Linked DNA regions of Columba livia: region 2 is linked to region 1. The links are chromatin contacts, called in public Hi-C maps. All regions are on one chromosome and are shown on one strand. Each heading gives the region's core, a stretch centred on a gene start, on an enhancer-like site or on the middle of the called end of the contact. The rest is flanking DNA. Distances are from core to core; before and after follow the strand shown. Region 1 holds the start of LOC102095140 (platelet factor 4). Region 2 overlaps SEPTIN11 (septin 11).

The links. A called contact is a pair of places that touch in the nucleus more often than the background predicts.
Region 2: a contact with region 1 is called in a Hi-C map of crop, with 2.6 times the contacts expected there. The contact joins the enhancer-like site here to the promoter of LOC102095140 in region 1. A contact is called at or near these places in 2 of 2 Hi-C or Micro-C datasets (crop and liver).

Annotation. Positions count from the first base shown.
Region 1 is chr4:78,040,596-78,046,372 of bColLiv1.pat.W.v2, forward strand. LOC102095140 (platelet factor 4) reads right to left here and starts at 2,844. Exons shown (of 4, transcript XM_065062940.1): 1 at 1,979-2,844. The coding sequence starts at 2,114.
Region 2 is chr4:78,132,673-78,138,449 of bColLiv1.pat.W.v2, forward strand. SEPTIN11 (septin 11) reads right to left here. Exons shown (of 11, transcript XM_065062909.1): 3 at 4,956-5,070; 4 at 1,221-1,416. The coding sequence starts at 1,387. Among named protein-coding and RNA genes, the nearest start is that of SOWAHB, 33 kb to the right of the region's middle. Within about 2 kb of position 3,144, at least 1 of the 3 cell types and tissues checked has an H3K27ac peak away from gene starts, as active enhancers do.

The sequences.
Region 1 (5,777 bases), core at 1,594-4,093:
GAAAATAAAAATAAAAAAAGAAAATTACCCCTCAAAGAAACCCCAAGTGCAGCGAACTGTCACCGCGCTGCGGTTCGCGGTTCAGCACCAAGGATGAAGGTGCCTCCTGCGGAAACCTGAGGGAGAGCTGCAGCCACACCTGTCCCAGCGCCCGCCAGTGCAGCTCTGCGTGAAAACGCAGGCAGAGGCGCCCAGGACCCCAGTACTGCGTTGGCTTCCCTCGTATCATACAAAAGCGCGTCTCAGCCATTTCATATGGCACCCGATTTCTAGGCCAGAGCTCCTTCCATGTCCTCCATCCCCTTGTGCCTCCAACAGCTCTCAAACATGTTCCCAAAAGCTTGTGTTCATTTACAGACATATGAAAAAAGCCTTCTTTAGCCCTTGTTTCTCCTGATGTCCCTTCTCCCTGTTGCGTTTTAATGAGAATATTTCATTTATACAGCTGGCCTTCCTTTCCTCCAGGCCTCCTGTTTTGGACTTGAGCTTCTCCAAGTGACACGGTAAACCCTACTTACCCTGCTGCACTGCGCCCAGTGGAAATCTTAAGGGCTTCAGCTAACACCTTTTCACACGCTTCTCAATGCGCCCCCTCAAAAATAAATACTACAGACATTGCAGAAGACTCAGACCATTCACATCACCATCATCCACAGGCTTTCACATCATGGTTTTGGGAGATAAAACCCAGCTTCTCCCATGCGCTTGGCCACCACGGCATGAGCCGCTGAGGTGGCCGCCCACATGAATTTGCACCCCCTTGGCTCCCAGGGGTGACGGAAGCACCTTCTGATGGGTTTTCAAGAACCACAGTAAGCTGGATACCCCAAGAAACGAACAAGTGCAAGGCCATCCATCAACCCTGTCCACAGCTCCTGCAGCCCTTGCATGTCTCAAAGATGCCTCTTCAACCGGTGCCTATTTCAGTTTGAAATCTGGTTTGATTGGGTGCCTAAAGCACAACAAACCAAAGCAAACACTAGCCCAAACTTGCATAAAGTGACACCGACACAAGGGTACAGCCAAGGGGAAGGGAACAAACGACTGGGACATGTGGGTCTCCAAGACCATGAGCTGGTGGTTGTCATCTCAGACACAGCTTCGTGGAGCCTTATTTGGACTCAGGTGCAAACCAGACAGCGCTTGCTGCGGCAGGCACCAGGTATACAAGTGACATTTCAACATGAGAGCACCAGAAATAGCCAAAGTCTAACTAAACCGGTCCAAAATTAGGTCATTCAAACCACCTATCAAGCTCACCATCACTCACTGTCTTTGAGACAAGGCTCAGGGACTTGCTGGTGGCGTGGCATGAGGACAAGATGTCACTGTTTTGCTCATTTTTGTTGGGGGCAGAGCGGTGTGATCACACCTGTGCTCTGCATACCTGCACCATGTGAAAAACCTGCTATGGGCATCTTTAAAAGCAAGGCTTAAGTCTGTGGTCTGCTTGAGGGCTAAAACTGGGGATACAGATGGTAAGAGGGAGGTATGTAAGAGAAAGGGTAAGGAAGAAGGAGAAAGGCTTGGAGCAAGATGAAAAGCTCAATCAGGGTAAGAGAAATGAAGGGAAACCTGTAAGAAATACAAATTCAATAGTCCTGCAGCGAGCGGGCGCTTTCTGCCGAGGGGAAAGCGTCGTACATGTTCAGCAGCAGGTCAGAGCACATCGCCCGGAGCGGGGACAGTTTCTGGGACACCCCGTCCACCCCGGACATGCAAATGGCCCCAAGCAAGGGCAGGATAAAAATCCCCGGGCTGCTGCGCTCATTTGCACTCGCTGCTAGAAAAGCACGCCGGAGAAATACCCCGGCACCCGACGCTTCTTTGCCTGGAGCTCTCAATTTTCTTCAAATAAGCGTTAACCTGGAATTTACCTAATGTGAAGCAGAGAAGCAGCGTTATTCCTCAAAGTTTCGATGGCAAAGCGAAAACAAAAGGAATACGCTAACGCAGGAACGAAACCCAAGGGCTTTACCAGAAAGCGGCGGTGTCGGCAACTCGGCTGTGGGTCTCAGCTCCTTCTCCACAAATTTGCATGTGGGTGCAAGCGAAGGAACCGGTCTAGACGCTGCAGGTGCCGCTGGGCGAGCATCACCGTTAGCCATTTGCATAGGAAATTCATGCGATGGCGAGGGCTAAACCTGCCCCGGCACAGGAGCAAGTCCACCATGAGTTAAAACGAAGTCAGGCTGCGACAGGGAACGAGGCAATAAATTGCAAGACGGGGTGTTATAAGCAAGATGTGCCCATCAACATGGCCTTGATGCTCTCATTGCATCCCCACAACAGAAAGAGGACGTTGTGACGCCAGTCAGAATGCTCCAGCGCTTAATGAGACTTAGGCAATGGTGTGAAAGAGAAGGTGGTAAATCTGAGCGGCGGGATTGCATCCCTCGCTCGTCCCGCAGCACGGCGGAGCCGGCGAGAGGCCAGGCATGGAGTGTGGGGCGGCAGCTCAGGGTTCAGCAATTGCACCGCAAGCTGGGTGACTGGAAAAGGGCATTGGACCCACAGGAGTGCTGAGGTATGGAAGGAGTCGCATGAGCTTGAATGCTTGTACCCAAGGAGAAAAAAGGTGCCAAAAATGCCACAAAGTCCAGAAATACAACAAAGATACCAATGTGCAAGCACATCTCCCCTCCGTGCCGAGGGGGCAGTCTCCTGAAGGCACGTTCTAGTTGCCTGAGCCGAATGACTCACAATTTGGATAACTTAGTTAGGCAAACATGACCACCAGACTCCCAAGGAGCTTTACAGCAAGGTGCCCTCTCCTCCTCCTCAGAGTCTGACATATCAATCAAGGCAGCCAGAGACTGGCATGTTTGTTTAAAGTGGTATTTTGGGGTTTTTCTTCCCCAAATATTAGCGGTTTCCATTTTAGTTGAGTATATAATTAAGCTGCCTCCACGCTATTTGGCTTGCAGAAAAACCCATGACTATTATTTCTGGCAGAGCTAAACATGGGCTTGTCCTATTTTGTCTTGGTTAAGTCAGAATATGGTAGCGCAGCTTTAGAAAAGTAGCATCTCTTGCTTTGTAGCTTGACACAAGCTTCCCCAACCACAGAAACACAGCCTCCCCAACGTCTAGTGGCTCATCTCTGCTTCACACGGGGACTCATGTCCCAAAAAATGTCACCCCTTCCCAGCCTATCTGCGTTTGATTGCCACAGTGCACACGACATTTGTCTCCGCTGTTTTCCACCTGTTCACAGTGGTATTTACAAATATTGTGCCCGCAGTAGCTTGACATTTCCAGCCTGACCAAGTGATGTTAAGTTTGTCCACCCTACTTGAAAATTCACCAGTCACGTACCAGGTCTGATCCCCGCTCAAAGCAAGGTCTCTCTGATGAGGTCCAGCCTAAATAAGTAACCCCAGGGTGACAGAAGTGAGTGGAAGGGTTTGGAAATCCCCATTGCCACAGGACCCGCTTGTCTAGGTGGGGTTTGCACACAGGGACCGTGACCTGGTGTGGTCACCTCTGGGATGAGCTGCCTGGAGGACGGGGCCAACAAAGCGGGGTGACCAGCTGAACGGACCACCCGACGAAGTGAAGAGGTGCAGAGATGCCACCAGGGCGTTAGACCTTGCGATGCACAGCTGCCCACACCAAGATCCGCTCTAAAGAGCTGCTATTAATTAAGTGACGCGTTCGACGGAGAAGGACATGCCCAGAACCCTCACGAGTGGGAACGTCCCGTGCCTGTGACATCTCAGTCACCGTGTGCCAGCCCCATTGACCATGCTGACAAGGGTGGCAGTGGCACACAGGCTTTCCCACACCACATCGCACCCAGCTACTGGGGGATGATGTTCTGGCTGGGGTCCCAACCCCAGTGCAGCACAACACAAGGCCCTTTGTACCCCAACATACCAGGAACAGACCCAAACTTGACCACCAGACTTGAGCTTACACCCAGAGCCGTTTTTTCATTAACATCCACTTAATGTTTCAACATCTTATCCTCTTTCTGCCACGTGTCTCCCCATCTCTTCTCCCTCAGCAAATACATTTTCCCCACATTTCACCCACAAGCCACCATAGGAGTAGTTATATTAAAAAGCCATGCCAAGAGCGACTGGTCTCTAGCAGCGTGTAGCAGTGCACATGGCACGGAGGGGAAATCCAGCTCTCCACCAAGAAGGAACCATATCACTGCAATATGAATGTCTCGTGGGGAGGTGAGGAGCCCTCCCACCCCCTGGAAAGCCCCTTCTCAACCCTTTTGTTCGGACCCAGCAGCCCTGAATCAGCACTTGGGGCTCCAAAGCCCTGTGACGGTGATGAGCCACCCGGAGAAGGAGAAGCCCAACTTCTGCAAGGATGTAAATCTCAACAGCAAAGAGAATCGATACTGAAAGGGGCTGTCTCACAGCTGAAATAATCCAACGTCCTCTCAGGTTTGGGAGGAATGAAAGGAAAGCGCTGGCCAAGCTCACGAGCCGCGCTGGGGGCCTGGAGGTCGGCTACATGCCGGGTGGAAAGCGGGGGCAGGTGAAGGGCAGTGCACAGGGAGAGAAGAAAGGCTTTGGGACTCACTGGAAAGTGAAACCAAGCAGCACAAACCCATAGAAACCACCAGATCTGCTTTGATCTTTCCTCAGCTTCCATCTCAGTTATCGCTATGAAATGCACCCGGGAAACTGATAAGGTCCTAAACAGTCCATCTGTCCAGGGCACAGCCTTGGGTTGGATCCAGAAGGTTCCTGAAGCCATTTGTGCATCTCCCGTCCCTTTCACAGCCCACCTTCCCCGGCTCCTCTGGCAGAGCATCTCCTGCCTCGAGCATCTCCTGCAGGACAAAGGTTTCCCATCCCAGACCTGCAGCTCCACGTCCCTGCTGGCCATGGGCAATGAGAAAACAAGGGCAGAGCTGTTTGACCGGAGCAGACCAACGTTTCAGGGGTATGCACCAAGGAAACCGACCTCAGGAAACCTCAGGAAGGGAAAACACCCTTTTTCGACACAGAAAAATATTGAACTGCACCAGCTTCCTAATTGATGAAACATCAGTGACAGCCTGACATGCCTGGTGTCTGAGGGAAAAGTGCTTCTGTCCATTTCAATAAAGAGTTCATCTTTCTCCCCTACTAAATACAGCCTATAGATCTCAGGGGAGACCAGTTCCTGCCCTCCCCTGCCCCCAGATTTATTAGAAACCAGCCCTTTCCTTTCCTCAGTGTGCTGGTCCCCACTGGAGATGCACAGGGCGCTTGGAAGAAAACTGCAAACAATAACCTGTGAAAACTTGGGTCTTCGAACACAACAGCTGTCTGAACAAACACCGGAATGTTTCTTGTTTTCAGGTGGGTTTCTCCTGGTTCAAATACCACAAGAAGCAAAACTGCCAAGGGGTTATAACTTTTATGATTCAAGTTGAAGAAACATCACAGACACGGCCCAAGCTGAACCTCCCCAAATTTATCTGATTAGGGTCCTGTATTAAAGTGCATTTTCCAATCAAATGAGGTCACCTGTCGCTGTTCTGGCATCAGACAAGCGGGATTGGTGATCAAATCACACTTGGCATTGTACTTCAGATTTGTAGTTAGGACAGGACTACTATGTGCTAGCAGGTTGGTTTGAATCGAGTTTCTTTCCTTTCTCTGAGGTTGCCTTTGAACACTTTATTCCAATGGCTTGCTGGTTTTATTCCATTTTCACCTCTCAAGTTGCAACTCTGCTTTGAAGTGGCAAAATAAACTGAGAAGCAGTAACCCGGGTCCCAGCGTGTGCCCTGAACTTCAGTCTGAATTTCAGCCCACAAAATC
Region 2 (5,777 bases), core at 1,894-4,393, 92 kb after region 1:
CAGTGCAGCTGTTGGAGCAGTTGCCCAAGACCATGGGTGAACTAGAGCAGACCAAGAGCTGCAGCCCACAAGTCAGTGCTGCGTGAGGGCCAAAGGCCCTGTCTCCAGCTGCCTGGGAGACAAGTCAAAGGGGCTTCCCCACCACAACAGACTCTTCGGGTCTGCCCAACGCTGCACATGCAAAGCAGCTCGGCACAACAAGCTGCACAGCATCCCCGCTCCGCACACCCGCTCCTCCTCTGAGCAGCTTTTGTTCTCACCCAGGAGCATATGGCAGCGTCTGACATGTAGCACATGTCCCTCTCATTTTTGGCTCTGTACCATTAGTTGGGAGCAGCAAAGTGGGGGCAACAGTTGCATTTTGGTGTCAGGTCAAGCAGCAAAGAAGCTTTGTGGAAATAAAGCACTGTAGAATATTTTTTTCAAGATCTGCAAGTTTTCCCCATGGAACAGGAAGCAGAACCTGCTCCATCTCCACACTAAAGCTGATCTTGGTGGAAACCTGGATTTTAAGCTTGCGTTTTCAAAGAGCTTTCACTGTCTGTGTATCTAGTGGCCCAATAGCTTCTGGTCAGCACACATGCTGCCAGCCATCGAGTCCTCTCTGGGCAAGGTACCGAGAGTTGTCAACAACCCTGCAGAGGGAGCTGGGATTACTGCAGTGAGGGAATGTATAGCTCTAAAATGTAGGAAACGCTTTAATTATGTTATTAGCCACTATCACAGAATGACTGGTTTTAACACTACAGCAAATGTCCATATGGATGGACACAAGGGATTGCATAGGCTGCCCAGAATATTTACTTCACATGCACTACATTAAAATCAGGGTGTAGGTATGAGGTTAAAGTAAAACCCATGTGGACTTGAACAGCGCAGGATGGTGTGAACAGGAATTATAATCCGAATTGCAGCTCGCTGAAAGCTGACAATGGCATTGCAATTCGAACTCATGCTTGCACATACATGCTTCAATTCAAGCAGAGACTTTCACTAGGCTGTACAGAGACACGGAGGGCAGAAATGCAATTTCAGTTGTGTCCTAGCTGATCTGTTTGATCTTTGGTTCGTCACTTCTACCTCTCTTGCGGGGTGAGAGATTTTAGCTGCCACACCTGGATCAGGAAACACCCCAGAAGCCACGGGGGACCTACCCCGCTCCCCGCACAGGATCGAGCCCTTCTGACAATGACTCCTTCTCCGGGCAGAAATAGGCTTACCTGTCATCTTTGTTAATTTGATCGCCAAATCCAACCGTGTCGACAATTGTCAGCTTCAGACGGACGTTACTCTCCTGGAGCTCATAACTCCTGGCTTTCAATCGCACGCCAGGCTCGTTGTGCGTCGCAGGCTCACTTTCAAACTTGGTATTGAACAGAGTGTCCATCAACGTTGACTTGCCGATGCCAGTTTCCCCTGCGCAGACAAAAGCAATGTTAGTAGGGCCTGATCCTTTTTCCTCATCTCATTCTCAGGCACGTTTGTCAGGCTAAGGAGTTATTCCACTTGAGCAGCAGTGCAATTAGGGTACTCATACACAATGCAGCAAAACAATGCCTGCAGGAACAGAGGCCTTTTGAGAGAATCCCCTTCTTGACCAATCTTTACTTGGCAGACTTTGGGAGGTGACAGGAGCAATAGTTTCCTTTGTGGGTCTCTGCAGACACACCCCATCAAAGCACCAGAGGCCAGGGATGTGGATCCACAGCGAGCCCCTGCTGGGGGAAAGCTGCTACCCGGACAGACATCATGATAAACCAAGCGCCTTCAGAGCTAAAAGCCATCGCCTGCAAGCAAAGAGCCTGGCTGCTCTGCTGGGAACGACACAGAGGTCTTTGTGTGCTGGGCTTTCATGAAAGACGTAGCATATGCGCAGGCAAGGACAGAGCAAAGGACATCAGAGATCACAGCACCACCGAGCTCAGGGACCTTTCATTACTTTGGGGAAGGAAAGGGAATAATTTTGCACACACAAAGAGGCACAAAGTCTTCTCCAGTAATAATACTGTTAACATATCCCATGGGAAAAGGAGGAATAGGAGAGGATGTGCTGAGTCTTATGAGATCCCTGAAGTGAAGTGACTAAGCTGGAGGAAGGAAGAAAAAAAAAAAGATGACAGTTTTAAGAACAGTTACTTGGACATTTGCCAAGTGAGCTCCCTACCCAGGGACAGAAAGGACTCCTGTGACCAACGGGCAACGCCTGCTGCTGGTAGCACCCAGAGACTGGACTTGTTACACTGGCAGGGCAAGAGACACAACCATTCCTTTCCCATGGAAGCACTCGCTTCCAGCAGCCTTCAGCTGCAGCCTGTGCTTACTACATTGGCACAACCTGACCCGTGGTACAGGCTCCCTCCTGTTTGATGGCCACATGCATTCAGGACAGCAAGCAGCTGTTCTTACACAAAAAAATACTTAATTCTCTTTTTAATAGCGTAGGTCAAGTCCTAGTTCAGATATGACTTTCTTTATAGAAGCAAACTGTTAATTCTCTCAACTCCGAGTTTGATTCCCAAGGAGCTAACTGATTCTCTCCAGGTTTTATGCTTGGATTTTTCCACCTCTGTTTCTTTTTCAAGAGAAACAAAAAACACATAAGGAAACTTGGGCAATGAAAATTCGAGACAGAGAAATACATAAAAAGCATTCTAAAAATCTAAACCAGCACACCGCTTAAATGCCAGCTTTTAAAACTATTACAGGTTGACTAATCCCCAGTGCAATTAGTAACGTGGATGAAAGCATTAGCCTAAATCCCATTTTTAAGTCAGCAGAGCTTGCTTTGCAGGGACACTCGAGTCGCTGTGGTTCCCGTGCTGGGAGCAGGAGGCGAGCTGAGGCCCCGTCCTCGGGCCACTCCGACACAGAGAAGCGGATCCAGGACAGACATCCTGCACCGCAGCGTGCAGCGCCGGCCTCGCGGCTCCGCCCGGTGAGGGGTCCCAGACCTGCCCCTCCCACACCCCACACAGAAGGGAATAATTGAAACGGAATGCAAAATAAATCAGGTGGGAGAAGGGAGCCTGCATCCGGGGCTGCCCTCAGGCATCTCTCTGGGCTGTACACAGCTCTCCCAGCAGCAAAGTCTCCCAAAACACAAACCCCCCACTTAGAAGACCCTCAGAGAGCCATATTGTGTCTGCAGAAACAAATCCCAGTGCTCAGCGACTGCCTGTTGCTCTGTGAGACTCGACAGTTCATTTTTCTGGCTTTGATCACTGATGCTCGGCTCTGGAAGGTCAGCGACTACCTACAAGCCCAGTAAAATAATCGAGCAGATATGCTTGTGGCAGCATTCCTACCCTGGGAAGCTGCAGGACATCAAGTAAGCTTTTAAAAAAGAACACACAAATGCAAGAGGAAGACGATAGAAAGTATACAGGACATGATAGTTCAAAATCTAAGCCCACACAGAGCAGAACCCACATGAGGAAGATCAGTCCTAAACTGATGGCACAGACTATTAATCTCTGCAGCTCCGTATCTGAGTGAGCTTCTGCGGCGAATGCCGCGCACGCTGTGCTGGACGGGCTTTGCAGCGTTTCACCCATGCACGCCCAATTAAAAGCCAACTTAGCAGTGTCAAAGCTCAAAAATAAGTTCTCTAAACAGAACTTACAAAGTTGTGTTTTCATCAAGGGAAAGATTCCTGTTCCTTAGACAACTGCACCAACTGGTGTGAAATTTTAATCTGGGGCTGAAAATGGTTGATCAGCACATTTTACAAGAGAAAAGAGTTGGACCAAATTGCTATGTTAATGGAGACATATCAAGTCATGTTAAGAAATGAATATTTACTGTAAGAGAAAAAGGCACCTGACACATGCCACTTTGATCAAAGAGCTGCCTGCCAATCGGGCACTCCCTGCTGAATTTGACACCATCTCCTGCTGCTAGAGTCATGGAGCGGCGGGTAGCTGCGGTGTGCAGAACCCTTCTCCTCATCTCCTCCTTTGGCACACAAAGCTATGGAGAGGAGTCTGGTTCGCTCACCGGATTTCTTCTCAGATGGCTCACCCTGCACTGCAGACAAATTCTCAGAAAGGCACAGCCAGAGGCTTGTGGGTTTTCCAGCTAACTAATGTAACTAATTAGAAGGGACAATACTCCCTTCTTAAGGGCTTAAATGAGCTATGGATGGAAAGATGCTGTTTACAGACTGCTCTGCCAAACTAACAGCAAAACCCACTGTTTTTGTCCATTTCCAGAACCACATTCTGGGGGCATGTTGGAGAGGTCCACCAATAGCTCAGAGCTGGCTTGGCACACAGCTCCCTGGGGCCGAGCAATGGATTTCCAATTGCTGGTAGCCTCCAAGTGCCAAGACAGGACATATTTCTCTATAGCTGAGTAGGAGTTCTGTCTCCATATTTCACCTCTGAAAAATTTGGGACACAATAACTCAGGCCATAAAACCAACTTGCAGCACCCATATTAAACACAGCAGACAACAGGTGACAGGCTTTGTTCCCAAGTACATCATTTGGAGACTAAAAATGGCACCGTTTCCAGCTGGAGAAACTAAGAATGTAACAAGACAGGCAGGCAAAGCCTGGAAGGGAAGGAACGCAGCTTTTTGAGAAACAGCCTCTGCGCTCGACTCGGAGAAAGACAGATTTAACTCAACATTCTTTTAAAAATACATTCAGTTCCCAAGTCAGCTCTGTTTCCTTATGGGCAGCCCTTGACGAAAGCAGAACTGCAGCATCATCAGAAGGGTAGATTTTTAACACCTAGAAATGTCCATGTGTTGACTGAGAGGATGGCATGGAAAAAAGGAGAAGGACACCAGGTTTTACCCTGGAGCAGCTCACAGAAGAAATCATCATTTCCCTGCAACTACCGTCCTGAGCCGCTCAGATCTGACCCTTTGCAGGTGGGAGAAGCTGCTGATTTGTGGACACGTGCAGCCCCGGCACACGCTGATGGCCCCGCGGCTCGGGAGCACTTACCCACGCAGAGGATGTTGAAGCAGAAGCCCTGTGACGTTGACTTGTTGACCAGCTGATCGGGGAGGCTGTCGAAGCCCACATGGCCAGAAAGGGACAGGTTCCTAAGGTCATCGCTCTGTAATAGCAAGGAGAAAGGCGTTTAACAGGGTTCCAACACCAGTCTCAGTGAAGAAGGCTGTGCCTAGTCCTGTTGGAACTCTGTGAGGACACAGGATCTTTCTGGGTCTACCTCCCAAACATGTTCTCCTTTACTCCCATCCAGCTCTCCACTGTGGGGCTCAGGAGCTAAAACATCCTCAACCCCAGACACACCACCAGACTGTTTCTCCATGCCTGTGACTACTAAACCATTTTTCTATAGCAAACTGCCAACACCAGACACTGGTTTTGAGGTGCCAGAATCACATATTGCCAGGGTTGCCTCGAGACCTTTTGGGCAGACCCCTGGAAGAGAGAGTGAAACACGGCGGTGGGTGCGAGCAGAGCAGTTCCTGTTGAACCCGTGGGGCAGCTGAGTCTGCCTCCTCCACGGCTGCTGCATACCCTCCCCTTCTCCACAACAGCTGTACAGTAACTCTCAGAGAGGTCCCTACAAGAAGCCAACCTGGTTATCTTTTCCCTGGCAAATCACAGTTATGCCAACATCCTGAGCACCAACTAAAAACAAACCAAACCCCACCGTGACAGCCCTAGAGCAGCTCTGCTGTTCCTCCACACACTTTTCTGCAGAGGCTGCTGTCTGTAAGTTCAGACACCAGCCTTTCTCCAAACACAACTATTTTCAGCAAAGTCCCTCCACCTAGCCCATACCGCTCAGCTAAA